Linked DNA regions of Mus musculus: region 1 is linked to region 2. Evidence: chromatin contacts called from public Hi-C data. All regions are on one chromosome and are shown on one strand. Each heading gives the region's core, a stretch centred on a gene start, on an enhancer-like site or on the middle of the called end of the contact. The rest is flanking DNA. Distances are from core to core; before and after follow the strand shown. Region 1 has its middle 600 kb from the start of 5031426D15Rik. Region 2 has its middle 310 kb from the start of 5031426D15Rik.

Region 1 (4,608 bases), core at 344-2,843, 300 kb after region 2:
ATGGACAAAAGCATGAGTCAGCATGTCTGTGTCTTGCCAGACGATTTCTGTGTTTATACATCCATATGCTGTAGTGCCTCTCTGTAACTCAGCTCATCTCTCAGCCCTCAGCCACAAGGATCCTGAACAGAGCCCTCCTCCTCTCTCTGCTCCTGAGTACAGATCCATCTTCCTCTGAGAGAGCCACGCAGCTCCAAATACAATTGATTCTAAGAGAAAATTGCCCACCTTTTAGAGTAAATAAAGTTGAGAACGGGGCTGAGCAACTTCATTTCCACTTCCTAGCAGAGCGACTGAAGGCTGAGCTTCCTTCGACTTCAATTGCTCTCCTGAGAAAGTTTTTATTTAGCTTAACAGAAGAAAGCACAGTTTCTAGACCATAGAGGAGGAAAAAAAAAAAAAAAAAAAAAAAAAAGAACATTTCAACTTTGAATTAAAATCTCTCTCTCTCTCTCTCTCTCTCTCTCTCTCTCTCTCTGTCTGTCTTCCTGTTTCTGTCTCTGCCATACTCTTTCCCTGCCTTTCCTTGTATTATTACCAATAGTCAATTATAGCATTATGAACTGTCAACATAATAGATAGAAGTGTGCCATATAAATGACAAGAGAAAAGAATAGGGACAGAACGAAAGGCTCTGAAATATCTCTCTGAAGGCACGTTTGTAAATGACAGAGGAAGCGTTCACAGAGAAGATGGCAGACAAAACCCCAGGACCCTGTGAGGTAAAGACTGCACCTTATTTTCTGTAGAAACTGATGTTTGTGCGCCAGTGAGCAAAGAGGCTAACAAAAAGACACATTGAGTAATGGCCCTCAGATGTCTGTCCTTTGTGTGGCACATGTTGGATGTTACATAAAGCGCTCCTCCCTTTGCCCTCCTACAGGCTTGATATTTCTTTCTTTCTTTTCTTTTCCCTTTTCAAGGATTAAAGGAGACCATCCTACGTGGAGCTGTCAGGCATCAGTCAATGTGGGTTGAAATTAACCACAGAGAGTGACGCCCAACTGGGTTTAATCTGAAGGGAAAACGAAGACACTGTACTCACAAGAAGTTTAAATAATAGCATCTACATTATTTATATCCCCAGGCTTTAATCCAAATAACCAATGGAACAAGAAAAATAAAAAGAATAAAAGGTTGTACACAGTGTTTTGTGCAGTATAGGTGTCTCAAACTAATGAGCCTTCTGGATCCTCGTGCGCTTCTGAATATCACCAGGGGTGATTATAGCTTGCAAAAAAATAGACCAAAAAAAGGCATGCCTTCCTATGTCTTGGGCTGTAATTAAAGCCACAAGCCATCAGAAAGCAAAGAGGCCAGCTGCAGCCTTAAAACCTTTAGCACCCTGGCATTAAAAATAGATTACAGCACAAAATATGTACCCAAAATAATACCAATAAAAAATTTGCACATTTGATTACTATAATTGATTTTTTTCCTTCTAGATATGAATAAATGACCCAGGCTAAATGCCAGTTCCTTGCAAAGAATTTCATTTAAGCTTCACTGAATTGAAAAGGCTCAACCAGACTCAACATTTCCAACTTCCTAGCAAGTAGCAGAAAATCTACCTGACAGTTGCTATGGAAACACGAACAGGAAGAGTGAACCACCAGCCTATAAATCCACAGAGAAACCTTTCTTAATTGGAAGGCCTTTAACCCACACATTTTTCTCATAGCTGCAGAGCTTATTTCTAAAGAGATTATTAAATTCCTCAATTGACTTATGAAGGATGCTTCCCACTATATTACTGTGCTTTGGGTTGCTCATTCTTTATATCTGTTTCCAAAATTACAAAGCAGACCAGGGATAATAAAAGTTAACACAGATGTTTCAACGAAAAATCCATACGATGTTCCGAAAATAACTTCAGAGGCAACTCTGAACACAAAGGAGTCCTGCATGGGTACCAAGATGGGTTGCTGCATTTTGTTTCCAAACCATATGTAAGACACTGAAGGTTTTCAATCCTGCCTGCATCTGCCATGTTACCATAAAAGAAAAATCCTGGTCACACATCGTGATGTTGAAGAAAGCTGCCTGAATTGCAGAAACGAATAAATGAGGTTATGGGATGGGCTACTTTTATACTCACTCCTGACATTTTAGAAAGTTGCTCCTTAGCAGGAATTAGCAAATGCTACTAGCATGTGACTGACCCAAAGAAGAAGCACACAAGTACCACCTAATGTCTCCATGAATTTTAATTGTACTGGCATAGTTTAGTTAATCCATTATGTGATGGAGTTTTTAATATGATATATAGGAGAGGGCAGAGTTATAAGAGAAAACATAGACTATACATACCTGATCAAATCCACACAGGTCCTCCCTGATTTTGTAAGCAGTGTCCCTCCTCCCAGTTCTATTGCTTTCAAGTTGTATCCCGGAGGGGTCCTTAGGTATCTTTATTAATGGCTTTCTTTTCCTGTTGGATTCTCTTCCTAATTACTCCATTTATGTCTTTATTTAGTTTTGTCTCATCACTAGCATTTGTTTCTGCTGTGGTGGTGCTGGAGAGGTGGCTAAGTGGGTAGGCAGGAGCCACCCGCAAGTACAAGGACCCGAGTTCAAATTAGGAAACAACAATGTAGAGATCTGAGCAGAGCAACAAAGAAATCTATAAGTCCCCTGCTCTAGGGTGTGGTCTAGCTTCTCCTGGGGTCTGTTGTCTACCAGTGTAGCTCCAGGCTAAGTGTGAGATGAGTGATAAAGACTAACACTGAAGTCCTCCTTGGACTTCCATTAGTGCAAGGGCACATGCATGTGTATATTCATCACAATTAGAGTGCACACACACACACACACACACACACACACATGACCTCTTCTGGTCTTGAAAATATAATCCAACAAAAGCTATTGATCCCATATTCTATTACTTTTCCCTGATCCCTCTTTCAAGGCTTTCTCCTGTCTGTATCTGTATAAATTTGTTCTTTAGGCCTTTGTTAGTTTATGTCTTTATCTCTTTTCCTGTTCTTGGAAGGTGACTCCCATTCTTGTCCTCACACGTGGGCTCTCTAGGTGCTGACTTCCCATCTGGTGAACACTCCTGTATTCTTTCTTATGTCTTTCCCTGTATACCATAAGACTCATTTCTGGCTTTCCTTTCTCCTCTGTCTACATTATATTTCTGTTATATCTGTTGTAAACTTTCCCCCTTATTTAATGGCTTCCATTAGCCTGTGGTACAGTAATGAGTTACAAATATTTATTGTAACCTAATTTGGAAAAGAGGGACTTAAAAATTATCTACAAGCCTAGAGAGACAGCTGAATGGTTGAGAGCATTGGTTGTTCCTCAGGAGTTCTAGACTGATTTGCAGTACCTACACACAGTGACTCATAGCTACCTCTGACTCCAGTTTTGAGGGACCTGGCACCCTCTTCTAGTCTTTTTGGAAACACACACACACACACACACACACACACACAAATCATAAAAATATATTCACATGCTATTTGAAACTTTAGGAAGAATACTTAGGGTTAAGAATATATCTACCTGTGGAGGCTTGATGCCCCAGAGAAGGGAGATGCTAGAGTGAGGTTAGAGTGAATGGGTTGGTGGGAGAAGCATCCTCTTAGAGTCAAAAGGGAGGGAGAATGGGGTGGGGGGGACATGGTGATGGGACAGGGAAAGGGAGACAGGAAAAGGGGAGGCAACATTTGAAATATAAATAAATATAATAATTAAAAAAAGAACCAGCAAAAGAAAAAAATAGAATACATCCAAGGGGCAGAGAGATGGCTCATTTGTTGGGAGCACTTGTGGCTCTTGCAGAAGTGTGTGGGTCCCCAGTACCTTCATGGTAGCTAACAACCCTCTGTAACTTCAGTACCAGGTGGTCCAATGTCCTTTTCAGGACTTTGCATGTAACAGGCATGCATGGAGTACACTTACATACATGCAGGCAAAATACAAATATTCAGAAGGTAAACATTAACACATCTTTTTAAAATGCACCCGATTCACTATCTCTCCTTACTGGGAAAGGTGGTATGTGTTTGAGACAGCTTATGGACAATCGCCGTGAACATGATCATTCTCTTCTTAAGGACTTCCTCTGCATTTGCCTACTACTTATTCCTTATGCACAGTTGAATCACCAGCTTCATAAAGAAATTCTGCTTATTAACCTTATGAGAGTGTCCAGGACTGTTAGGACATTTTACAGTTCTGTTGGATGACATGGAATTTTCAAGAAATATAATGAGGGTTATTAAAACATTAACAACATTAACAACAAAACTTGGAATTAAGAAAGTCTCATGGAAGGTTTAGGGTAAGTGCATGCTACTATAGGCTCATCAACATAGACAATATTTTCTCAGTATTCATAGTGAAATTGCTTCCTTCTGATAAACATATCTGATGTCTATTTCATTGCTGGAGCTGTGTGTTTAACACCAAAGCTTTCCACTGGTTAATGGACTCAGGTGATTGGCTTAGGATGTGCTCAGAGGCCCTCCATGGCATCTCTACTGTGAGGCAAGGCCAATCATTATTTGGACAAAAAATGTGCTAAAGCTTGCAAGTGAGGGACAAGAATCTCGAGGACAGAAATATGGGCTTGCACCCAGCTGTTGCTGTTGTGGTTGC
Region 2 (4,161 bases), core at 1,600-4,099:
GTTTACAAACACACAAATAAGTAATGATGTTTAAAAAGTAGAAGTTTCATATTAATGTGTTATTTACTCAAAAGGCTGAGAAAATCAACTCAACTGAAAACGATTATATAAAGTATAATTCATGAAGTTGTTTGGTGAAAATCTGATTTATAAAACAGATTTTATATTGTTATCAATATATGTGAAGTTATGATGGAAGACCATTTATTAGGCCAATAGGAAATGAATAACAAATATAATAAAAATTTGAAGCATTATGAAAGAACTCAGAAGAAAAACATAGAGACAGGCATACCATGTTCCTAGACAGGAAGACATGGTGTCATAGGGGCTTCATATCTTCTGTTAACATGTAAATCCACAGTAGGTGGGTAAGCTTTTTCTAGCTTTTTTATATACAAGGCATGATACAAGTGAGAATTTAAGTATAGTAAGCCATACAATTTTATACAATATTTATAAAGACTGAGACATCTATGTATGCACTAATAATGAATAAGGTATAAGGTATATTTTGAGTAAAAAAAATCAAAACCAGGTACTGAAAAATATGTATCTTATAGTGATATTGGTGTGTGTGTGTGTTGTATACTTGTATGTCATTATTATTTTAGAAGACTGTCTTATAGCCTTGATAATAATGACTGCCTCTAGGGTTGGGACAGAAATGGAGAGACTAGGTCAAAAGGTTAGGAAAAATGGCTATTTTCTACCTGTTGAGTTTTATATTAGTGTTTTGTATTATCTAGAAAAGGAACAGAGTAATTTCTCAAGGAGAGCAGAGAAAACACACATGCATATAAGGAGTTTTTTCCAAGAGAGTTCATGCTCACTACCAATTGTCCCAGAGTTCTGAAAGATGACATGTGGAAGCTCATTGACGAGCCTTATCATGTGGTCAAATGACAGGACATTGTATTCTTTCTCACCTTTCCTGCTAAGTCAAGGTTATCTTTAAGACATCATAACTTCATTCTTTCAGAAGATGTTAAAAATGGAATTGTGCTCACATAATCTACAAGGTGAAGCTTCTAGATATCTTTGGCTGTGAACAGCACCAGAACTGCTGGAGGAGTCAGGTAGAAGCCACTTAAAAGGGAGTAGAGGGATATAAAACCCATTTTATCCTCTACCTGTCAGCATCCATATTGACATCTCTAGGTAGGGAAAAGGTACCATGTCCTTTGCTCCATATGGCAGAAATTTTGGTTCATATTAGTCTTGAGTAGAGTCTAAAATATTAATTTCTTTAATTTTTGTTTAGCTTTGAGAATGAAGCCTGCCTAAACATCTGTGGCACCTGAGAGCAAAGATAGGAGCCTGGGGAAGGAAGCCTTGCTGGGACAAAAACAACAAACAGGAAGGCTACTTGTATGGGAAGCACGGTTGGTGCAAAGCATCTCACCGTAATCCCTGCGGCTTCTCATGACAACACCAGCAAATATGTTTTGTCAGTATCTTTCCATGCTTCAAGTAAACTGCGATTCTAAAATGTGCAGCACAGCCTTTCACTCCTAGGAAGGGATGCAGGTCCCCACCCACTGCTTCTCACTTACACTGCATCAGAGGTTTGGCCAGAATTTAGAAATTTTGCTCAACACTCTCCCCATTTTTCATTATTCTATGTTACAGACTAGTACTCTCCCACTAGTGGAAGAATTCCACCTGTGCCATACTGAAAACCTTGAGGAGGGCCTGAAAGTTAAATGTGGATATTCTTCCAAAAAGGAAAAGGATGGGGAGTGAGTCACCAACATCTCTGCTTACATCCCCGAATCCTACAGTTCCAAATTTTCTTCAAAACATATTTTCCTGCCAGTGTTTTAACATCTTAAGTATATGTAAGTATATTGTGATGCTTTAAGCTATTTACCATCAGAATGGCTGGTGCTGGCATCAATGCTATTTTTCCTTGCTTTTGGAGAGCTTCTAGAATTTTTTAAGGGAACATTTCTAAGTGCCATGGCCTCTGGTAACAGCTTTGAGGTAAGATTTTGGGAACAGGGATGGCAAAAGTCCTAGTGTGCTTTCTGTTGCTGTGATAAACACCATGACTAAAAGCATCTTGGGGATAAAAGGGTATATTTCAGCATCTATTTCCCAGTTGTCACAGTCCATTATAGAGGGAAGTCTAAGCAAGAAGTCAAGGCAAGAAGCTAGAGGCAGGAACTGGAGCAGAGGGCTCTAAGGAACATTCCTTACCTAATTGTTTCTCACAGCGTGCCAGGATTGCATTTTTATCATGCCCAAGCCCATGAAAGGCACTGCCCACAGTAGGCTGGACCTCCTCAAATCAATTATTAAGTCAGAAGAAAATACCCTCAAGGATCTTGTCTACAGCCAAATATGATGAAGGTGTTTTCTCAATGTAGGCTCCATCTTCCAACCTGACTCTCTATTTGTGTTCGTCTGACACAGAACTAACCAGCACAATGAATGAGTCCTGAGCCCTTTGAGTCACTTCTGTATATAAAGACCACCAGGTCCAAAGGACAATTTCAAAATGCAATCACATGTTGTGATGAGTGTTTTCTTTAGCTATCATCCTGCTTGCTCAAGCTCACCAAGAGTTTGGCTCTGTTTCTAATGAGAAAAGGTGTCTGTGCTAATTTAAAGTCTTCCGTTTAGAAAAAAAAAAAAAAGTTCCAAATGTCAGGCTGAACCTGAAAGTGATTACTCATAGGAATAAAACATGATGAGTAGGTATTTGAATGGATGTTCACAGCTGTTTTCTCTCTCTTTCTAAAAGACATTCAGTGAGAAAAGTTCAATGCGGTACCACGGTCGCGAGTCGTAGGGTGTCTAACGTTGGCAGTTCCAAATTAGAGCTCCCCTGGCAACTGTCACTCTGTGACATCACATTTTATCTAATGAGGCACAAAAATGTACACTTTGTGAACTCCACAGCTCCTTCACAAGTGCAGAGAATGAGAGGTATGGGGAAAGTGGGAGCCATCTGTTTGAAATCTTAGTTAGAATTTTCACCTTTGCCTGGTCTACCTGCAGTTATATTTTCTGCAGTTTCATAGTCAATAATTCTAAGGTGTTGAATTTGCTGTAACCACTAGCAGATATTAGTTAATTCACCCCCCATGCCATCTAGCCCATCCTTGTTAATCTGTCACCTAACCCATAAGACCTTCTGATGTTATTAACAGGTTCCACACTTGCCCTTGTTCAAATTTGACTTCTTAATGAAGCCCTACTTTAATTACTACAGAAGATCTGGTTTTGACTAGTCACTTGAGTCCTGTCACTATAATGAGGAAAGGGGCTCCACGTGTTTGGCTTCTGACTCTTTACAGTTAGGGGACCAGTCACCATTGCTTAGAGACCCTAGTATGCGTCAATCAAGATGGTGGGTATATCAGGGTTATTTTCTACCCAGATGGCATACTACTTCTGGTCTAATATCTAACATAATGAAAGAAAAAAAAAAAGACCAAGTTGGTGAAGACTGAGGATGCTGGGACTGTCTTTGCAATTGCTCAGTGTGCTTCTGTAAGGCGCTGTGTGTTTGTGGATACACCCTCACACTGAAGATGTGAACTGAACAAGCACAGATTATTCAATTCCTTCCCCCACACAGAATGACACAGATGGACTGATTAAAATCATAGGTCTGTGCTAAAGCAAAATTACTGCATTAGAGGAAGCATTTGGGGAAAGTGGGCGATGGGCTAGGAGAAAAAGAACAAACAAAGGCAGATGGAGTATCTTGGTTGGCATATAATTATTCTGTTATTCCTTTATCATCTAACTTATAAAATGAGAGCACATTGAATAATATAGTAAGTAGGATTCATCAGTAGTGAATAGTCAACTAAAACTCTTTGAGGGATGAAACGACTAATGTTCTTGTTTAACAGTCTTATGGAAGGCAATTTTTCTTCCTCAGTTGTGCTTCCTAATGGCTTGCTTAAGCAAAGACCTGGTGAATGTTAAGGCATCTTTTGCAGTATCCAGATTTCTAAACCATGTACCTTCAATTCATTTTCCAATATGGAGGACATGAGTCTTTCCAACATTCTCCCTGGAAAGCAGTTAACTTCAAACACACACACTGTTCCTTTTATAAGCAAGAATGGCTACTCTTAAAGTATTGCTTAAAGTATCTAAGCAATCCACAGAGAACACAGTTAGAGTAATAACAATGTACAG

Evidence for each region. A called contact is a pair of places that touch in the nucleus more often than the background predicts.
Region 1: a contact with region 2 is called in a Hi-C map of forebrain, with 5 times the contacts expected there. The contact joins two enhancer-like sites. A contact is called at or near these places in 2 of 484 Hi-C or Micro-C datasets (forebrain and ventricular fibroblasts).

The regions. Positions count from the first base shown.
Region 1 is chr2:7,529,793-7,534,400 of GRCm38.p6, forward strand. No RefSeq gene overlaps it. Among named protein-coding and RNA genes, the nearest start is that of 5031426D15Rik, 600 kb to the left of the region's middle. Within about 2 kb of position 1,594, at least 16 of the 459 cell types and tissues checked have an H3K27ac peak or open chromatin away from gene starts, as enhancers often do. A contact at or near this core is called in forebrain, where this site is marked.
Region 2 is chr2:7,231,967-7,236,127 of GRCm38.p6, forward strand. It overlaps a transcript of Celf2 not described here. Among named protein-coding and RNA genes, the nearest start is that of 5031426D15Rik, 310 kb to the left of the region's middle. Within about 2 kb of position 2,850, at least 21 of the 459 cell types and tissues checked have an H3K27ac peak or open chromatin away from gene starts, as enhancers often do. A contact at or near this core is called in forebrain, where this site is marked.